Regions from separate parts of the Hordeum vulgare genome. Here all the other regions are linked to region 1. A link is a contact called in public Hi-C data. All regions are on one chromosome and are shown on one strand. Each heading gives the region's core, a stretch centred on a gene start, on an enhancer-like site or on the middle of the called end of the contact. The rest is flanking DNA. Distances are from core to core; before and after follow the strand shown.

Evidence for each region. Hi-C and Micro-C count contacts between places; a contact is called where the count stands out from the background.
Region 2: a Hi-C map of seedling shows a contact between it and region 1, with 2.0 times the contacts expected there. The contact joins two enhancer-like sites. A contact is called at or near these places in 2 of 6 Hi-C or Micro-C datasets (leaf and seedling).
Region 3: a Hi-C map of seedling shows a contact between it and region 1, with 2.7 times the contacts expected there. The contact joins the promoter of LOC123440037 here to the enhancer-like site in region 1. A contact is called at or near these places in 1 of 6 Hi-C or Micro-C datasets (seedling) and 1 of 1 datasets of contacts at active chromatin or transcription factors (embryo).

What each region holds. Positions count from the first base shown.
Region 1 is chr3H:397,257,314-397,261,099 of MorexV3_pseudomolecules_assembly, forward strand. No RefSeq gene overlaps it. Among protein-coding and RNA genes, the nearest start is that of LOC123440038, 22 kb to the left of the region's middle. Within about 2 kb of position 1,903, at least 1 of the 3 cell types and tissues checked has open chromatin away from gene starts, as enhancers often do. A contact at or near this core is called in seedling, where this site is marked.
Region 2 is chr3H:398,216,934-398,220,719 of MorexV3_pseudomolecules_assembly, forward strand. No RefSeq gene overlaps it. Among protein-coding and RNA genes, the nearest start is that of LOC123443973, 200 kb to the right of the region's middle. Within about 2 kb of position 1,943, at least 2 of the 3 cell types and tissues checked have open chromatin away from gene starts, as enhancers often do. A contact at or near this core is called in seedling, where this site is marked.
Region 3 is chr3H:396,733,379-396,737,164 of MorexV3_pseudomolecules_assembly, forward strand. LOC123440037 (DELLA protein SLN1-like) reads right to left here and starts at 1,713. Exons shown (of 1, transcript XM_045116632.1): 1 at 59-1,713. The coding sequence starts at 1,628. The coding sequence ends at 120.

The sequences.
Region 1 (3,786 bases), core at 653-3,152:
ACGCCTTCCCACAATGCAAGATGTCGTGATTTCACTAATGGAACCTTGAGGACGGTCACCGAACCCATACAAATGGCAACCCCTTGGGGTGGTCACCGAATCCGTACACTTTGCCAACCCTTGGGAGCGGCCACAGGTACCCGTACAAACTGCTGGGGGCGATCTTCACAACCTAATTGGAGACCCGACGCTTGCCCGAAGGTTTACACCACAATGATTGAGCTCTGGGCACCATCAAGCTTCTAGGACGCCGAAGCACCCAAGAGTAATAGGCCTCTCAAACATCACTTCCACGTATCATTGTGGAGAACTCAAACCGATGCAACTAATAAATGACAAGAACACACGAAGTGGTCAAGTCCTTCACACTCAAATCCCTTCACAACAACAAAATCTATGAAGGAATATGAGAGGAAGTAAGGAGATCGCAAAGAACTCCAAAATCTAGATCCAATGGGTTCCCTTCACATAAAGGAGAAACTGATTGGTGGAAACGTGGATCTAGATCTTCTCTCTCTTTTCCCTCAAGAACTAGCAAGAGTCATTGGAGGGATTGAGAGTTAGCAAGCTCAAAGAATGTCAACAATGGGGGAAGAACACGAGCTCAAAGGGTAGGGTTCAATGGGAAGAAGAAACCCGTTTATAGGAAGGTAAAAATCCAACTGTTACCCCCTCAACGTGCACACAAGTGGCACTACCTCTCCAGAGAGCGGTACCATCACCCATAAGAGGTAGTACCGCAACTGGGAGCGGTACTACCACTGGGGTGGCAGAGCCACATATTAGAGGGTAGGAAGGCGAGTGGTAGTTTCATCGGAGCGGTACTACCGCTGCGAGGAGCGGTACTACCGCTGCGAGGAGCGGTACTACCGCAGATAAGAGCTAGTTGGCTGGATGAAGACTAGTTGATTGCTCCCCATACTCCACTATGGGTGCGCCACTCTTCGGGACATCTTCACAAGTCCATTTGCACCACAATGGACGACAAGCTTCAAGCATGATCTCTTCGCGATGCTTCAATTGAACTTGCACACTGCAATCTTGACGACAATCACCACTTGATGTCATCCTCGATGGGTTGTATGATATCTTCCTCTTCACGCAAGCCCATGCAAACATACCTGACACCGCATAGAACTCTCATGTAGATCACTGTTAGTACATAAAGCGTAATGGACAATGCTTACCATACCATGAGCTACTTGATCCCTCTCGGTACATCTTGTACGTTTTGTGTGTTGATCAACTTGCTTCATTCTTTGACTTAGTCTTGATCAACCTTGTATCTTATCTTCTATATGATCAATCTTTGGATAAAACATTGAATACCATCTTGGTCATCATATAAACTCCTTAAAACCAATAGATGGACTTCAGGAAGTGCCTATGGACAAATCCTTCAAATATAACATAAGGCAACCATTAGTCCATAGGAATTATCATCAATTACCAAAACCACACATAGAGAAATACACTCTAACAGTTATCTTTAGGACTCCTTGACGTCAGAGTTTTGCAATGGTAGATCGAACATTTTTCATTGCAAATTATGGTCTTCGAGAATGAAAATTTTAGTTGGCGAGCACGACAAATCCGCCTCGGTTCATTTTTTCTCCAAAAAATTATCATGCTTGAAAATATTGTCAACACAAATTTCCATGAAAAACGTCACATTGACATGCCTAAAAAATATGACGTCAGACTTTTAGCTTTTCCTTATCTTTATGCATATTCTCCTGTTCTGCTTTTTTATTATGTGTTTAATTTTCAACACATTTTCCAAGAATATTTCTAAACTATTTTAGATATTCACCTATTCTTGGATTCATAATATCCAGACTGCTAGTTGGGTTGACCCAGATGTACGGGCGTTCTAGCACCTACCCCATACTTTGTAGATAGCTAACATGGTGGGAGCCCCTAGTGAGCGTTTTAAGCGCCAACTAGGTGTTTCGGTGCCCACACTACCACTTCTCGGACCGAGCCCAAAAGCACGCGTGCCCTGGCTTCCGCTGCCTTGGTCAGCTTGCTTGACTGCTGACTGGACACTCTTGCTACGTCAACCGCATACCTATCAATGTTGACTTTTCAAAAACAAAAAAAACCTAAAAATCTAAAAAACATGAATTAAAAAATTTACATGAATTCTTGAAAAACATCACTAATTTGAAAGAAAGTTTAACAAAACTATAAAATGTTCATCAAATTTGAAAAATGTTCATTGAGTTCAAAAAAAGTTCATAGATTTTGAAAAATAGTTCATCGAACTTGAAAAAATATCATCATTTTGAGAAAACTTCATCGAATTTGAGAAAAGTTCATCGAATTTTGTAAAACAAAATCATCAAACTTGAAATAAGTTCATCAACTTTGAGGTAATCAATTTGAAGAAACAAAATCACTAATTTTAATAAAGTTTATTGAACCAGGAACAAGAAAAAAGGAAAAATAAAAAGGGATGTAGAAACAAGAAAAAAAGAAAAAAGATGTTGGTATTCACGCGAGGTTTCGTGCCGGGTGGTTACTACATGGTACTTCAAAAAGGAGGTCACCAGTTCAAGCTGCCACACGGTTGTGTTTTTTGTGCATTTTGAAAAAGAAAACAAACAAATAAATAAATAAACATGACGTCCGCAAACACAGCGCGAGAAGGAATTACTTCATGCGCCGGTTTGCAAAAACACTAGTAAGGACGCTTGAAGGGTCAAATAGTATCTCCCTAACATGATTCACTAAAAAAGTTAGCTAACAGTGTAGGGCGGTCCAGATCCAATGTTCCAACAGGAACAAGAACTTCTCTCGTTTGAAATTAAACAAGGACGGGACCTTTAAAAACAAGAACTAGAAACCGTAACAACCAGAAAAGAACGAGAACGGCTAAACATGTCAAATTTTGATGGCTATTAGATGGGTTGGGCGGGCTTTGCTGCGCCATTAGTGTTATCGGGTTTTTATAAATAAAATCCCTTTATTTTAAAATATTAAGTGCATTTGTTTTTTAAAAGTCAAACCTCGTTAAGTTTGACCAAATTTATAGAGGATTATATAAATAGACACAATATCAAATCAGTATCATTACATTCATCATGATTTTTTTCATATTTTATTTATTATGTATTGTATACGTCGATGTTTTTGGTTCTAACATTAGTCAAAGTTAAAAAAAATCATGCTTTTAAAAAAATACACCTTATATTTTCAAACTGAGAAAGTATTTGGTTTGGTGAGTTGGGAAGATGATGGAGTGTGTTTTATTTTTATTTTATAATGCGGTGTTTTAACAGGCCTTTTACGGCGCCATTCTGGGTTATCTGCTAATTAACCCATACTCACAAGGGAAAAATTTCTATGTAGGTGGCTGCATATACTATGTTGATGCTACAATGTCACATGTTGGCATTTCTTTTTTCTAGATGATGAGAGGATGCAGTATAATGATATGTTTTATAGGCCAGTTGTTGTCGACTGATTTGAATTGACCCGTTTAAAATGTGATCCAAGTCCAAAATTGAATACCTCAATCATATGGAATAGCTCTAAAATTAGAAAGCATGGTGAATTAAAAGAATAGAATGAGAGAGCTTTTTGAGAAATTGTTGGTCCGGTCAAAATCTAGTACCCAGTTCTAAATTGAAGACCGTAAGACCTTTAAAATAAGGGAACATAGTGTATTAGATAATGACAAAACTATTAGATGCAAAACTTAAAGACCTCATTCTCAAGGCTCGGAAAATGTCTCGGTTCTAATAATAAAATAAAATAAGATAATGATATGAAGACCATTAC
Region 2 (3,786 bases), core at 693-3,192, 960 kb after region 1:
CGATGACGGTTGCGACGCAAATCTGCGTTGGGTAGAAGGTGTTGATTTTGCCTACGGATGTCAAAGTAGATGAAGTTGTCAGGAAAGATGACGGCAACGCCGACGATGAGTTGGTGTGGGACAAAGACCAAGATATGGTCGACGGTACCAGAGGTAGCCCGTGAAGGGCCACATTGGTCTCCCACAAATATACGGCGGCGCTGCTCAAACTTGGCAAGGAAGAATCCAACAGCGTGATAAAGACCATTTGCGGACGATGTCGATCATACGACGGGGGAAATGGCGCGGAGCATACCACACTAGAAGTCAATGCGGGAGGACGATGGATTGGACCGAGTGCCACGGTGCGATGGCATGAAGGGAAGACGCGGCAGAAGCGCGTGTCGGGGCAACGGTGAGGAAGACCTCGGTGCGACAGTGTGGACCATGTGTTGCGGCACTGTGACTTGAAGAGACGATGCAGCAACCGCACGCGGATTGGTGCAACCGCAAGGAAGACCTTTTGGTGGCAGCATGAACAACGTGTCACGGTGCTACGACTCGAAATGGGCGACGTAATAGTAGTGTGGGAATCGGTGTCGCCACGGGGAAAACCACGGGGTGGCAGCGTTGCGGTCCTCCGGGGCGACACAGCGGCAGCCCGTTGCTCGACTAGTGTAGAGGCACAAAAACTCGGGGACGATTTTCATGGGAACCTATGGAGGCGCGCAAAAACAACTGAACAGATTGGTTGCGCAATATGGATTGAGCGGATCACGGGTGGGCGTGTGATCAATCCAATTGCCCGTAAGGTCCGAGTGCCTGATGGACTGGAAGTGGCGGCCTGTCCAAGTGTCATGGATCGGTAGTCAGACGATTGGCCAGCCACAACAGCGCCAACTACCCTGTGAGGAGTGCTTGAGTTGGTTGTGTGCCGATGCGGAATGACCCACGACCGACATAGATGGAGGCGGGGTTGATGGAGGAGCCTATCGGATCAAGGAGACGATAGGCGGCACAAAGCAGCGTGCGGGCAGAGGCACAGGCGGCGGCCATTTCGGGCCGTCATGTGGTGCACGAGATTGCCGAGTGGGAGAAGACGTTGATCTAATCAACGCCGAAGTCGGAGTAGAGTCGCACAAGGGTTGACAAACGACTGACAACACAAACCGATCTTAGATAAAAAGAATAAAAGAAACAGCAAGCAAAACTACCGACGAGCGATAGAAAAATCTGAATCAAAAGATCCAAAAAGAACTCTTTAAGACAATCGACTGACACGACAGTGGGACCCTAGATATGGCCGGCTCGGCCTCCGGTGAAGATCATGAAGATCGACCTCCTAGAGACGTGTAGTGCGGACGACGAAGGCTAGAATTCGAATCTGATTTAGGCTCATACCATACTAAACTTTAAGTATTAGCCAAGGCAATTGTAAGTTTCAACTCAAAAATCACCAGTGGATAGGGGCTTCGACGGTGAGGAGGCCGAACATATGACTCGCTCAAGCTGCGTAACTGACAGACATTTGAATAGTACCTAGTGGCGCACCGCCTCTTGCTCATGTTGCGCTGGTGCATCGGCACCTAAATACTGGAGTTTTTGTTTACCAAGCGTCCTAAACTAGGACATGCATGCATCCAGGAGATTGTACCTTACTGCAGACTGGAGATTACGTGCGCGTATGTCTGATCTAGTAATTGTTACGACAATATATCATGGTGAATTGTTGTGCCCACGGATTGCAAAATTAAGGCTGGATATTGTGTGTTTTTTTTGAGAGAGATGAGGCTGGATATTGTTGGAGTGTAGTAAATCTGTGCATTTTTCAGGCCGGGCCGGATACAGTGTGAAGGCCGACCAATATTCTCAAGCCTAGGTCTGACCCGACCCGGCCTACATCGTGCAAAAACTTTTGTTTTCTCTATTAAATTTGATAAAATACCTAATTTCGGGAGCATTTATGTGTCGTTTATGGCAGCAACAAGTCGGGGCTTCGCAGAGGGCGCCCCCGACTGGGCCGGCCCAGCAGGGCTTGCGGGTACTATAGTGTGTAGCGGGTGAACAATTATTTTTTCCGCTTCTTTTTAAATTTCTTTCTTTGTCGTTTTTCAAAAAAATTAAGTTATTTATTCCATTTTATATTTATTTAAATTCCATTTTCTTATCTTTCTTGTTCTTCAAATTTTTTTAAAAAAATCAATACATTAAAAAAGTCCAGAAGCTCAAAAAGTGTTTCTATTATTAATTTTTATTCACAAACTCAAAGGATGTTTGCATATTTCAAAAAAATGTTCACCTTTCAGAAAGTATTCATAATTTTTAAAACTGTCCGGGTTTAAAAAAATCATGAATTGTTTTTTAATGTTCCTATTTCAAAAACATGTTCGTGTTTTCAAATTTGTTTGGGGGATTCATAAAATATTTTCATCATTTTAAATTCTGAAGAAATTCTAAAAAGTAGATTTTGTTTTGAAATTTCTGGACACTTTTTGAAACACGGACTATTTTATGAAAATTGCGAATATATTTTGAGAATGACACTATTTTTTTAAACACAAATATTTTTTGAAAATTGTCGAAAAAAATTAAAAGGAGAACAACTTTGAAACAAATATATTTTATGAAATCATTATTTTTTGTTTAAAAAATGAACATTTTCTTAAATCCCTGATTTTTTTCCAAAGCACTGACGATTTTTAAAACCATCATGCATTTTTTTAATACAAGAACAATTTTTCAAATACGGACACTTTTTAAAATATAAACAAAATTTGAAAGAAATAACATTTTTTGCAATTCCAGATTATTTATTGAACCATGAACATTTAAGTAAAAAATGTGAATAAAATGTTGAACACAAGAACATATTTCAAAAAAAAATAGAAAATGTCAAACAAAAGAAGCATGAAAAGGAAAGAACAAAAAAAAGGAAAATGAAAACAAGACATTTTTTCGAAAATAAGAACATTTTGTGAAGATCCGAACATTTTTTAAGTTATAAGTAGGTTTTAAAAACGATAATTATTTGAAATTTAGAACAATTTTCTAAAAGCAAAAAAAATTCAAACATGAACTTGGTTTAAAAATGATGAAATAACGTTGAAGAAAGGGGTAAATGAGAAAAAGAAAATAAAAAAGAAAGAAGTGAAAGAAACAGAAACTGAAAAACAAAAAAAGAACAGAAAAATGGTAAAAAAAACAGTTCAGGGAACCTCCTAGAAGGTTCCCATAACCGGCTAGCTAGGAGAAACTAGGTCGGCCCATTGCGTCCTTGCTTAGTCGCTCGCCCGTGTGAAACGTCGGCAGTTTGACGCAGTGAGCGGCGGATAGGGAATTCCCCTAATTTTGGAGCTATATATGGTATAATGTACCTATTTTTTAGAAAACATGTTTTACTTGTTTTTTTCCAGGTTTCAGGCCAAGCATGGGTAGGGAAGTGACATGGGCATGCTATAATATGCAACGTGTGCGTGCTCGGAGCGGTGTGGGTGTTGTGGATCTCCGGGCGGTGTGGTGTTCTGGTGTGGGAGTCACGGTTTGCTCGGCTTGCTCGGAGGCCCAATGCGGGGTTGCGAGGTGGCTCGTCGCGAAGTGCTTTCTCTTGTTGTCGTCGTCGGGTGCGTGGACTACGCGTAGGGACCATGGTTGTCCATGGCCTCGGGCAGCGCTCCTCTGTGCCTTCCGGCATGGTGCTTGATGCGTGGTGGCTCGTGCCGCGCCAGTTGTGCTGTATCGGTTTGGCATCAACGGATTTGCTGGGCTACGTGGCGGGAGGGTCGACAGTTGCCTCCGCAAGGTGTGGGT
Region 3 (3,786 bases), core at 463-2,962, 520 kb before region 1:
ATGCCAAGTGTTGCAGAAGAAAAATACTCGGTTTGGCAGTGTCAGCAAGAGATAGAGATGCGATGCTAAGCTCGAGAGTTTCATGTCATTGAGATTTCCGGACTGCCTGCGATTTACGATTACAAAAACATGCTGCTAGCACCAACAACCCCGCTACACTTACCGTTGCTGCTGCTGCTGTTATTACTGTCACTACCACCGCCACTGCTGCCGCTAAAGTTGCTAGTATTGTTACTGGTATGGTTATCTTCGCCGTCGGCGTCGCAGCCGACGGCGGCCGCTCGCCACGCCGACGCCGAGAACAGAGGGCGCCCGTGCCACCCGAGCGTCAGGCACCCCTCGGCCTCCTCCACGGAGTGTCCCTCGCCGGAGAACAGCCCGAGCAACATCCTGGCCTGCCGGAGCGCGCTCGCCCCGAGCGGCACGGCGGTCAGCCCCGCGCGCCCCAGCCTGTCCCTCCACTGCGACAGCGGCTCGTGTCGCTCCATGCGCGCGGTGCCCTCGTTGCACACGATGTCGCAGATCTCCCTTTGTAGATATGCCTCCGCCATCGCGTTGCCCGTGCCGTTCGCGCTCGCCGCGTCCAGAGAGTCGAACACCGCTGAGTAGTAGAAGAGCGCCTCGGTGAACCTGTCGAGGAACCCCGGTTTGTTGTGGTCCACCTCTTGCTCCACGACCGTGAAGATCTTGGGCTGCAAGGAAGCGACGCAGTCGAGAACGGCGTCGATGGGCACCTGATCGGCTGAGTCGGCGAGGAGGCGGTGGAGCTGGAGCACGGAGTTGACCGCCACGGCCTCGCCGGGCGCGATCTGGAGCATCCACGGGTGGACCTCGTCCAGGCTGTTGGCGGCGACCCCGCGGAAGGAGAATCGGACGCGGACGGAGCGCGCGAGGTCGGCGAGGCGGAGACCGACATCGCGGAGCTCGTCGCGGCCTGGTGGGGAGGGCGGGCCAATGCCGGTGATCCGGAGGAACGGTGGCCCGCCGGGGCGGAGAGCGAGGGCCTGAATCAAAGCAGGCCACTGGAGACCCTGCATCAGGCTGAAGTCGATGACGTGAACGGTGTCGCAGCCATGGAAGGCCTCCAGGATGGCCTGGTTGGCCGTGAAATGCGCGAACTTGAGGTAGGGGCACGCCTCGTAGAAGTGGTGGTAGAGGAAGGCGTGCTCGGCGTCGGTGGGCGGGGGAGTGGTAGGCGACCGGAACAGCCGCCTGGAGAGCGCGTCGGTGAAGTGAAGGGCGACGCGGCCGATGCCGGAGGCGGTGGAGAGGGCCGCGAGCGAGGCGTTGGCGTCGGCCAGGTGCGCGGCCGCGAGCGCGTGGTCGCCCGCCTCGACGGCGCCCGCGCAGCTCATGAGGAGGTGAACCAAGCGGATGCCGGCGACCTCCTCCTCGGCGCGCCGCATGGCCAGCTCGGCGGCGACCGCGTCCCGTGATGGGAATGGCGGTGCCAGGTCGGGCATAGAGGAGGCGTGCATGTCCGCTGCCGCGTAGTACGCCGCGCCGTCGTCGGGCACCGCCGCGGGCGGAGGCGGGAGCAGAGAGGGCGGTAAGCTGGCGTCGAGGCTGGAGGTCGGCGCGGGCGCGGGGTCCATAGGCCACTGGAAAGGGAACGTGCCCATTGCCATGCCTGCGCTGCGCTGCGCTACGCCGGAGTGGAAGCGGTGGGCGGTGGGAGGATGGAAGTGGTGGGATGGCGTGCGTGCGCGCTTGGCGGGGCGGGGTGTCACGCGTGTAGATGTAGTGGAGTGAGGGGGTGAGTGAGTGACGTCGGAAAGTCCGGGGTAGCGCGCACACACGTGGAGTGGCGGCCACGAGCACGGGGCGGAAGGGGACACGTAGACGTAGACCGGCCACGAGAAGGAGAAGGAAGGAGAGGCGAGCGAGCGAGCGAGACCGCGGACGAGCGGCCCGAGGAGAGGAACCAGACCACGGTGCCCCACCTCGCCTTCTGTCAATTCCTGTTTCCCGATTTTGTCTCTGAGGATCTTGGAGTTTGGAATCCTCTATGTACAATAGACTGAAAAACCGTGGGAGCACAAATCAGGTTTTAAACACTTATCTAGTTTTCAGTGAGCAGGAGGAAGTTTCCCCCCATGCCGTGACTTATCACGGCGGAAGTAATTTCAGCGTTAAAATAAAGTCCAACTTAATAAATTTGTTTATATAATTTATATGACAATTATTTTTTTGAATGAAATTATATGGCAATGATTTAACAAGGAGAAAGATAAATTAACTTAATAGATAGTTAATCGTTTTCCGCCCGTGCGCCGGCCGAACATTCGGCTGGACGCACGCGCGTCGTTGATCTCGCGATCTCCTTCCCTTCTCGAACGGCCCGCAATCTCCTCCTCATCCCGAACGGCTCGCGCGCGCTGCGACGACATGGTCCCTGCCCCTGCGCCGTCGCCGTCGCTGCGTCGGTCCCTGCCCCCGTCGGCCCGCCCGAATCGCCAGTTCCCGCCACCGTCGATCGTCCGCATCGCCGGATCCAGCCTTCGCCCGTCGTCCTCGTCGTCTGCCCGCCATGGTCGGGGCGCACGTATACAAGTGTTACAAACGTCACCCAAAATTGTTGCAACGGCTATTTAAAAAAGCTTCAACTGTTGATTAAAATAGCTGCAATCGTACGTATAAAAAGCTGCAAGGCAAATCATACTTTTTCCTCGTTGAAGTATTTGGTTGAAGCTTTTTTTTTCTTAACGGTTGAAGCTTTTCTATACATGGTTGAAACTTTTGAGGAGTGACCACGCGAGATGCTGCAGTCGGAGCGACGTTTGAAACTTTTTTCATACACGGTTGAAGCTTTTTCTCTCAACGTTTGCAACTTTCCCTCGTTGAAGTTTTTGATTGAAGCTGTTTTTCTTAACGGTTGAAACTTTTTCTACACACGATTGAAACTTTTTTTCTAGCGTTTGCAACACAGGGGGTGAGATGCGACCGACGAGGTGAAGACCGACGGGCTGCATCCATGGTGCTTCGACGGGCGGCCGAGGCGATGACCGGCGGCGACCGACGGTGAGGGTGACCAGTGGTGAGGAGGCGAGGCGAGGCGGTCGGCACGTGCAGAGGCGTCGGCGCGGGTGAGGCGCCTGCTGGGGCGGCGGCGCGTGCGAGGATGGCGGGCGGTGGGGGCTCGCGTGACGAGATCAGACGGTCAGGGGGCCCCTGATCTGACGGCTGATGTGGGACCGACGCGAGCCCTCGGGCCGGCGCGCCGGCGCCTAGCACTGCCCATAGTTATTTCTAGTATGAGTAACATCACACATATGAAGACAAGATAAGCATACAAATTAATAAATAAAGTGTTGCATGAACCACACATATGTTACTTTCTCCGTCACAATTTAAAAGGCACAGTTAAATTTTTATGTATTTATATAATAGATAAGATTTAAGACGTGTGGCATTATTCCTAGCTAATTAGTACTAATACTCTTAGTTGCATGTATAGTGTGAATCGGTCTCCACAGCGGCATGCATGAGGATGCACAGCTCGTTTACTCATGAATGGGTTAACTACATATTAAATTCTCAGCTAATTAGGCGCCTTGGTAATAAGACGTTACTAGATTGTAGTCATCAACAAATGGAAACTGAGCCAATTACAAATCACCTTGGTCCCAACGATTTTGGATGTATGACTTCTAAACTGTAACGGAGGGAGTACATTTTACTAAGGAGATACTCTCAATCAATCACCAACCAACACATGTCATAATGATCGAATTTTAAAGACTCATGAGGCAACATTATTTGGGCTACAAGCAATGCTGACTCAAT